Regions from separate parts of the Mus musculus genome. Here all the other regions are linked to region 1. A link is a contact called in public Hi-C and HiChIP or PLAC-seq data. All regions are on one chromosome and are shown on one strand. The core of a region is the stretch at or near the end of the contact, and the rest is flanking DNA. Distances in the headings are between cores, read along the strand shown. Region 1 has its middle 68 kb from the start of 4930401O12Rik. Region 2 has its middle 50 kb from the start of Gm23351. Region 3 has its middle 51 kb from the start of Foxq1.

What was found. Hi-C and Micro-C count contacts between places; a contact is called where the count stands out from the background. HiChIP or PLAC-seq counts read pairs in DNA pulled down with a chosen protein or histone mark.
Region 2: a contact with region 1 is called in a Hi-C map of liver, with 2.9 times the contacts expected there. The contact joins two enhancer-like sites. A contact is called at or near these places in 2 of 484 Hi-C or Micro-C datasets (liver and nephron progenitors) and 3 of 115 datasets of contacts at active chromatin or transcription factors (extraembryonic endoderm stem cells, pancreatic cancer cells and trophoblast stem cells).
Region 3: a contact with region 1 is called in an HNF4G HiChIP or PLAC-seq map of pancreatic cancer cells. The contact joins two enhancer-like sites. A contact is called at or near these places in 1 of 15 datasets of contacts at CTCF or cohesin (the NIH/3T3 cell line) and 2 of 115 datasets of contacts at active chromatin or transcription factors (extraembryonic endoderm stem cells and pancreatic cancer cells).

The regions. Positions count from the first base shown.
Region 1 is chr13:31,307,720-31,310,419 of GRCm38.p6, reverse strand. No RefSeq gene overlaps it. Among named protein-coding and RNA genes, the nearest start is that of 4930401O12Rik, 68 kb to the right of the region's middle. Within about 2 kb of position 1,334, at least 33 of the 459 cell types and tissues checked have an H3K27ac peak or open chromatin away from gene starts, as enhancers often do. A contact at or near this core is called in liver and pancreatic cancer cells, where this site is marked.
Region 2 is chr13:31,475,967-31,478,666 of GRCm38.p6, reverse strand. No RefSeq gene overlaps it. Among named protein-coding and RNA genes, the nearest start is that of Gm23351, 50 kb to the right of the region's middle. Within about 2 kb of position 1,321, at least 30 of the 459 cell types and tissues checked have an H3K27ac peak or open chromatin away from gene starts, as enhancers often do. A contact at or near this core is called in liver, where this site is marked.
Region 3 is chr13:31,505,350-31,508,049 of GRCm38.p6, reverse strand. No RefSeq gene overlaps it. Among named protein-coding and RNA genes, the nearest start is that of Foxq1, 51 kb to the left of the region's middle. Within about 2 kb of position 1,394, at least 45 of the 459 cell types and tissues checked have an H3K27ac peak or open chromatin away from gene starts, as enhancers often do. A contact at or near this core is called in pancreatic cancer cells, where this site is marked.

The sequences.
Region 1 (2,700 bases), core at 85-2,584:
TCAGAGGCCTGAGGAGCCAGCACCCACAGAGAGAGAAGCAAAAGTAACCATGAGGTGAAGAAGAGCAGGGCTGGTACACACCACAGAGGTGGAGCACAAACTCTGTTTTGTTCTTCCTCCATGTAACGCTGTGGCATGCTTGTTACCTACTGACTAGTTTTTCTGCTGTAAGAGCCATCCAAATTATTAAAGATTGGAATTATTCTGAGAAAAATGTGCTATTTTCATTTTGGGAATTACAAGCAAACCTTCATGGCCTTCAAACTGTTATTTTCACTCCCATTAAATGCATGAAAATGCCCACAGAAGAATCAACTCCATCAGGTCTGTGGTCCCTGGAATTGTTTTATGACAGCACCAGGCAGGTATCAGTCACTCTTTCCTTACATCTCTTCCTTCCTGCTGTCCCTGGAACGAAGCAAAACCTAGAGCCTGACAAACAGAACAGAGAGCTAGAAAAGAAACAAGACACAGGTCTTGCTATCATGGGACACTGCCAAAGGCCAAGCTGGGTCATGAGGGATACACTATTCTGGTGCCATCTGCCCTGTGCACACTATCCTGCTTGGGCATTGCTTTTGTATCTTAAGGCATTGGTGGGATTTTCTGTTATCAATGACCAACAAACAGGGAGACAGCCCTAGTTTTCATCTGGGAGCAAGAGAGGGCTGCTTGTAATTTTCATTAAACAGGCTTCAAATGATACTAATTTATCTAAGCTTAGTTTTCCATGATCAATTGCACAGTTAGAAAAGCGCTTCTGTTTGTTTCTCAGGTTCACAGATAATCACTTCACGCAGGAGATGGGACCCATTTGAAACAGACCATTCAAGGTCCAAGTGTGTTCCTGGGCAGTGGGCCAACCCTTTCTCTGAGTATCTTTCTCCCTGGCTTGAGTTCCCCCTAGGTGAGGCAGATGGGGCCCACTCCTTCCTGGTTACAAAGGGGCATCTTGTCAGAAAGCAAAGCCTGACTTTTGCTTCATATATTTAAAACCCAACCCTTTGCTCCACTGGACTTCAACTGCCCTGCTCCGTGTGGGTGGAGGGAAATCACAGATTCCGCTGTCCTGTGTGTCAAGGGAGGTTTGTTTATCTTACTTGTAAAATCAACAGACCTGTGACTTCCTGCCAAGGACTGCATTCTGTGACAAGAAAGCCAGGCTGATAAAAGTAATTGTTCTGGAAAATATGCTAACAATGCACCTGTACCTCCTCTTCGCTGTCACGAGGCCACCTGGCACTCGTGGTAGGGAGGTTTGGGGTGCAGGTGACTGTACTGCTCAGGAGCCAGGCATGGGAACTGCAGAGCGAACAGACATATTGTGTATTCTAGAGAAGTGTCACAGGCTGGCCCAGGACCTAAGACCCAACAATGGCAGGGTCATCCAACTGCAGTTCTAAGCAAGGCAGCAAATCACTTGTCTCCTGGGAACACTCAGCATTTAGCTCAGAGCAGCAGAGGACTTTACTTTCACAGGATTCCAAGGCAGCCAAGGAAACACCTGGAGCTGCTAAGGCTGGAGTCTCCTCATTCCTGCAGAGCATGGCTTGTCCCTTTGGGAATCACCCTTGGAAACAGTTGCTGTTTCATCCCAGGATGGCATCAGTAGAGGGAGGGAAACTCACTGCTGATTTATCCATGGCATTCTCTATGTCTGCTGCTTGATAGTTCTCAATAGGGGTTAATACGTTCACTAAGGTTCTAGTCACATTCAAGGCAAGCGATAGGAGGTAGTTCTGTATGACATTAGGAATGGGAGTCGTGGTGTTCAGAGAACAAACAGCGCACTCAGCGGCTCTCTGTTGTTTAGCAAGCAGGTTAGTGTAAACTTTGTAATGATTTAGGTTAGGACTTTCTGTCTGCCACTTCCATGTTCCCAGTATTCTTCCCTATACAAGTTGCATGCCACAACTCATCACTGGAACACACATGACATGTCTCCAGGTAATTATATGGAGAAAAAAAAAAAGAGACAGGAACTAACCAAAGTCTGAGCGATGGAAACTCTTTCCCTCCTTGCACACCACAGAGGCTGCAGAGAAGGCAGCAGGCTAGTCACAGCTGGGACCACTGATTACAGGGTGGCATGGGTAAGAAAATGCCGCAGAGATAAATGCTTCCTGGTAAGAGACCAAATGCCAAGGATCCAGAGGAAAGAACTGATCAGAGTGTGATGTCATCACCTAGCCTGTGGACTGGCCCGAGAACAAGACTATGAAACCAAACCAAAGGCCAACCTGCCAAGGTCCATTTTCTCACGTGGGAACAAGGAAAACTCCACTAATTCAAAATCATCATGGGTATGTATACTCAACATAATTCATATTTCTCAAACAACCAAGTTTTCAGAAAAAAAAAAACATGAATATCTTTTTGACTGCAGGTCTTGCGGTCATGCATTCTCATTCAATGGAAAAGCTTGAGCCTTTGCAGGCCACATACTAGCCTCTTTTCTGCCAGTGTTGCTCCAGGACTGGGATTATACAGGCTCTGAGACCTATATAGACCCATTAGTTTAAGAATACTCAAGTATGTGGCCAAAGCTCCACCTCCTATTGCTTTCAATTAAGATACCGATCCTTGATAGAATCACAACATGGAGTCCAACTCTTCATAGACTCCAAGAATGCAACTCATAGGTCTGGTCACACCACCTTCTAAGAAGTTGGATGAAATAACCATCACCAGTTTACTGGG
Region 2 (2,700 bases), core at 72-2,571, 170 kb before region 1:
CCTCTGTACCCTGTGATGAGGTCAGAAAGTGAACATTCTAATGATGAATGAAGTAATTAGAGACCATGGGACTGAATATTTACATAGTTCTGCTGAGGAGTTCATTAGGTGTCACTCTAAAGACTCATGTAATGTACATTTTAGACACAAATGGAACATTCTACTACATGCATGATATGCTCCCATCCAAGTGATATGGTGAGGTTATATATTTGCTTGATACTTTTCTTCTTACAAGCCATTGATTCAGACACTACCTGATTACCTGATACATTTGCTAAACCTACTTTAGAATCAAAACCATACTGGACATATAAGGAGCCCTATGCAGCCTCATAAGGAGGTGGGCTTGCTCAGGAAGCCTGTCTGTTATGTTATGAAACAAACACCCAGATAGCAAACTCTGCATTTGGAACTTCTGTCTTGTCATTTTCTTATTCTCTTTTTGCAGGGCTTGAACTGCCTGCAATACCAACTTCTACACAATGGACTCTTAGGTGTCACAGATGATTCCAACAAAAGGAAGTGCTTTTCTTCATTACTGCACCATGAAGATTGCTTGGGTAGATTTCTACCAAAACAATATTGTGAATGTCTGACATAAATGCAGATGAGGAAAACACCCTGTGACTCCAGGGAGCAGATATTTGAGTGACAGACCAGTATTTTGCTCTCAGCTTATTCTATTATGATGCTAGCATCCAGTCTTGGTCTTTGCATTCGAGTCTGTCTTTAGATACTTCCTAGGATCAGCTGGCTTTGGGAAATGACTTTACTGTCATGGCTGCCTGCTAGCTCTGAAACCTAGTCCCATATCTTGCCAATGATGGAGCCATCCACATCTGCTTGAAGCCATGTGTCTGCAAATTGAAATGCATCTGCTCTCCTCCTTCCCCTTGGAAGCTTTCCTCGTCTGCTCTGCAAGGCACCAGGGAAGCATAAAGTCTATTTTTCACTTAAAAAAAATTAAACAAGGAAGAAAGCTATACCCTGTAAGTCAGTTCCTCTTTGAGAAAGGGCAGAGTTCATCCCATAAGTTTGCAAACATTGATCAGGGAGGGGAATGTGGTCTTAGAAACCAAACTTTCCAGATGGCAAGACAGAAAAAACCAAGAGAGTGGTCAGAAAACTACAAGGAGGTTTGAGCTTAAAATGTCTAGACAGTCACCAGGTCAGAACCCCATGACTTTGCAGATACTGGAAAGACAAGACTGGACCCCTGCTGTTCACAGCTCTCCACACAGCTACAGATAGTACAGGCTGGGAGAGGGGCAGGGCAAGCCCAGGGCAGACAATGGCCCAGGGCTACAGACAAGCAAATGTTTTGATAAGTGGAACAGTTAATAAGTGACAAGGTTATACAACTCAGGCCTAGGGACATTCTGTGCATTCTTGCTCTTTACAGAAAGACAAAACCCAAGTTGGTTTAAGTATCATTCTTATGGGCAAGAAACTATGCTTCCTGTAGGGAGACCATAGCTGTGCTTGTTGCCTGCCTGGCTGCCTGCCTTTCTCTCTGTCTCTTTTATATTTTCATCTATGTCACACCTAGATGACCCAGAGTTACTCTAAACAGGACTATCACCCTACTGTCAGTAATGAATTGAGGTGGAAACATTGTATCTAGGCAGCTGCTTTGCATTTTAGAACAATTAAAAATGATTTTAAAGTGTTCATATTTAATAACTAACAATAAAAAACTATGTGCCATCCCCAATTTGAATCTTGTTTAAATCTCTGTCTGTCCCTGAAGTCAAGAAATCCTTGTCTGCAATACATGGCTGAGGCTGGGGCTCAGATCTGTTAATCTGCTCTTAATCGTACAGCTAGTAGCAGCAGCCAGTCCTTCCCTTAAGTATATGGTCCTCCTTCCTATGCTACACAGACTCTCAGGATGGAGGGCTAAAATACTCTAGGTTGTTTCTAATTTTACATCTACTTTAAGCAGTAGATATGAATGCTATTTGAGATATGTATTTTAAATTATTGAGTTTATTCAGCCACAGGTGATCAGCAACCTGGCTGTGTGGTGAAGCTGCTGACTGTGGAGAGTGCTGAAGCAAGCCCTTTCTGTTACTTCGTAGGGTGATGTGTCATCGGGGTGTCACCTGGGCAAAAGGAACCATTGCTTACAGATGTCACTGCTACCTCAAATAGTATGCAGATGTATTTGTATATTGCCTTAACCAAGACCTGCGTAGCTGTAGGCCATTTGTTCAAGTGGGGAAGCAGCACTCTTAGATGGCATTCTACGGTGCTGACCCACACAGATATAGAAGGGTCGAGGAATCAGAAGCAACCAGGGAGTCATGATCGTCCCACACAAGGTCCATATCGCCATTGCATGTATAAGCTTGCTTTCTCTGGGCTCCTGGGATTGCCTAGACACCTGTATGTAGTGTATATTCAAAAAGTCTGCAGGCTCATAGCTTCCTTCCAGCCCTACCTGAATATTTATTTATTTATTTATTTATTTATTTATTTATTTATGCCTGCTAAGGGCCCTAGGTTGCCCCTCTGTGGATTTGGTCTAGTAGGAGTTCAAAGAAGTTGGCGCTGTTGAGGAAGGCAGAGCTTAGAATGAGAACCTACTTTCTCTGAACAGAGCTAAGCAGGCTGCATCCTTCATCCACTGGTCTCAGTTCTTGGAGGCCTGCCCAGAGTCTGGCAGCCAGTGACACTTCCCGCCCATGCCTTTCC
Region 3 (2,700 bases), core at 145-2,644, 200 kb before region 1:
AGACAAGAAGACTAAAAGGGGACTGTCTCAGTCAGGGTTTCTATTCCTGCACAAACATCATGACCAAGAAGCAGTTGAGGAGGGAAGGGTTTATTCAGCATACATTTCCACACTGCTGTTACCACCAAAGAAAGTCAGAAAGCAGGAGCTGATGCAGAGGCCATGGGCGGATGTTCTTTACTGTCTTGCTTCCCCTGGCTTGCTCAGTCTGCTCTCTTATAGAACCCAAGACTAGCAGCCCAGAGATGGCACCACCCACAAGGGGATCTTCCCCTTTGATCACTAATTGAGAAAATGCCTTACAGCTGGATCTCATGGAGGCATCTCCCCAGCTGAAGCTCCTTTCTCTGTGATAATTCCAGCCTGTGTCAAGTTGACACAAAACTAGCCAGTAGAGCCAGTACAGGGACCAAGTTTATACTTAAGGCCACATGCCTCCTTTCCTTCCGACTAACTCAAGTGACATCTTTGCCAGGAGTCACCAAACTCCACTGGTGTCTTATTTGTTTAAAGTCCTTGTATTTAGTTTTCTTTTCTTTCTTTCTTTCTTTTTTTTTTTTTTTTTTTTTTTTTTTTTTTTTTTTTTTTTTTTTTTTTTGTTTTTCGAGGCTGGGTTTCTCTGCATAGCCCTGGTTGTCCTGGAACTCACTTTGTAGACCAGGCTGGCCTCAAACTCAGAAATCCACCTGCCTCTGCCTCCCAAGTGCTGGGATTAAAGGCGTGCACCACCACCGCCCAGCTGTATTTTTGTTGTATTTAGTTTTCTATTAGTACGTTATTTTCTAACCAAGACATCTGCCTGGGAGTACAAATTAAGGATGGAGAGAGCTCAGTATTGAGAAAGCACTGGCCTCAATGTCCAGTGTCAGAAAAAAAAGAAAGAAAGAAAAATTATCATAACCTCACTTCTTTAACAGAGGGTTGAGAACAAAACCCCACACCTCATCAATCGTGAACATTCTACTGACAGCCAATGAAAAGATGATCTATTCATCCTCAAAATTTCACCAACAGATTACTTAAGAAGCCAGAATTTCCAGTTCAGCACGGGACTTCCCACAGATTCTATCCAGACGCTGCCTCTGTGCACTATGTAAACAGCAAACGATAAGGAAGAGAAACAGTTCCTCTTTCCTTGTTGAGCAACCAAGCAACGCAAAAAGTGATGATTTTTGTTTAGAAAGAAAATAAAAGAGAGTGGCATTTGGGCAGGGAATGATGTGAGAGTTGCCCAAGTCCCCTCTGCATTCCAACCTGGGCTCCTATGTCCAGCTCTAGATCACTGGCCATGGCTTTTGTGGCAGTTCTCTGCCAGGTCAGCCCACTGTTGAGGCCAGAGAACCTGATTGTACATGGAAACCCTTTGGCAAACCGCAAGTTTCTGCAGGCCACACCCAGGGAGGCAGCGGGAGCTGGTGAACAGGAGACCAGACCGAACACTGTAATAACACAATGCAGTGTGTAATTAAGCAATTCCTGTGATCTCAGACCAAGGATGTTTGTTATTGTTTTGACCTTCTTCACCTATGTGTCAGCTGGAGGCCTGGCTAAAGCTGTCCTAACGCTGAATCTACACAAACAACTCCCTCTCACCCTCAGCTCACCTTTCTGGTACAGAGCCAAGAGTTCTCTGCTACTTTATACACAGAGGCTCAGAACAAGGTGCCTGGGTTCCGTGGCTACTGCCATCTATTCTATTGTCTCTGATTCCAGGCCAGGCATAGAAAAAGCAGAGGTGAGCATGGCATGCCAGCTCCGGGGTGGACTCTTGGATTCACACCCTAGCTCTTCCACTTGGCTGTGTGACCTCACCTGTTCAAGCTTCTTGACCTCTCTGAGCCTTCATTTCTCTGGCATGTTATAAAGGAGTTGATATTGATGCCTCCATCATAGTATTACTCTACAGTCGTGTGTGATGCTCTACAGCAAGAATCATAAAGTCTTCTGCTGACACTGGGCTTCAGCTCTTCCAGATAAGTAACTGAACTGTGTTTGGATGTAACAAACTTCACCATACAGACTTATTTTCAAAATGGAGTCCTGGCTGTTGCCTCCTACACAGAAGGACAGATCTGTGCATCCCGGAGGCACGGAACACAGAAGGAAGTGGATGGAATTCAGGGAGCCCCGGTACCTATACTTTTTGAACTTTCTCCTTGTTCACAGCATTTGAGCCTTGGTAGGCTGAGCTACTGGGAACTCTGGTGGAATCTGCTCAGGTCTTAAGGACACTCTCTGTGTCTTTGTGTAGGGAGGGGAAGTGGTTCTAGGATTCCCGTGGACACCAAACCTTCTAGAAAATGACATAGTTTGGGAAACTCACACACTTTACTTCCCGTCTTGCTTGTCACTCATCTCCGTATCGGTGAAAAGCAAGGGAACAACACTTAACCTGAATTGCATTGGAGTGCAGGCTGAGAAAGACTGCGCATGCGTGGGACAGAGGCATTTTTCTTCTCTTCAGTGGTTTTGATCTGGGGTTTGGGGGAGCCTTGAGTGTGGTTGGGCCCTTTGATGTGGAGTACTGATTCTGTTCTTACCGTCATCACCTGCTAACTTTTCTGGCATTTGAGGAGGCAGCAAAGCATCGGTGTTCATGGCGAGAATCTGGCTTTGCTCCATATTTTGCAGCCTGACCTTCCTTGAGCTAATTTGTCCCTCGGTTTCCTGCTCTATGAGACAGAGATAAGTGACCAAGTG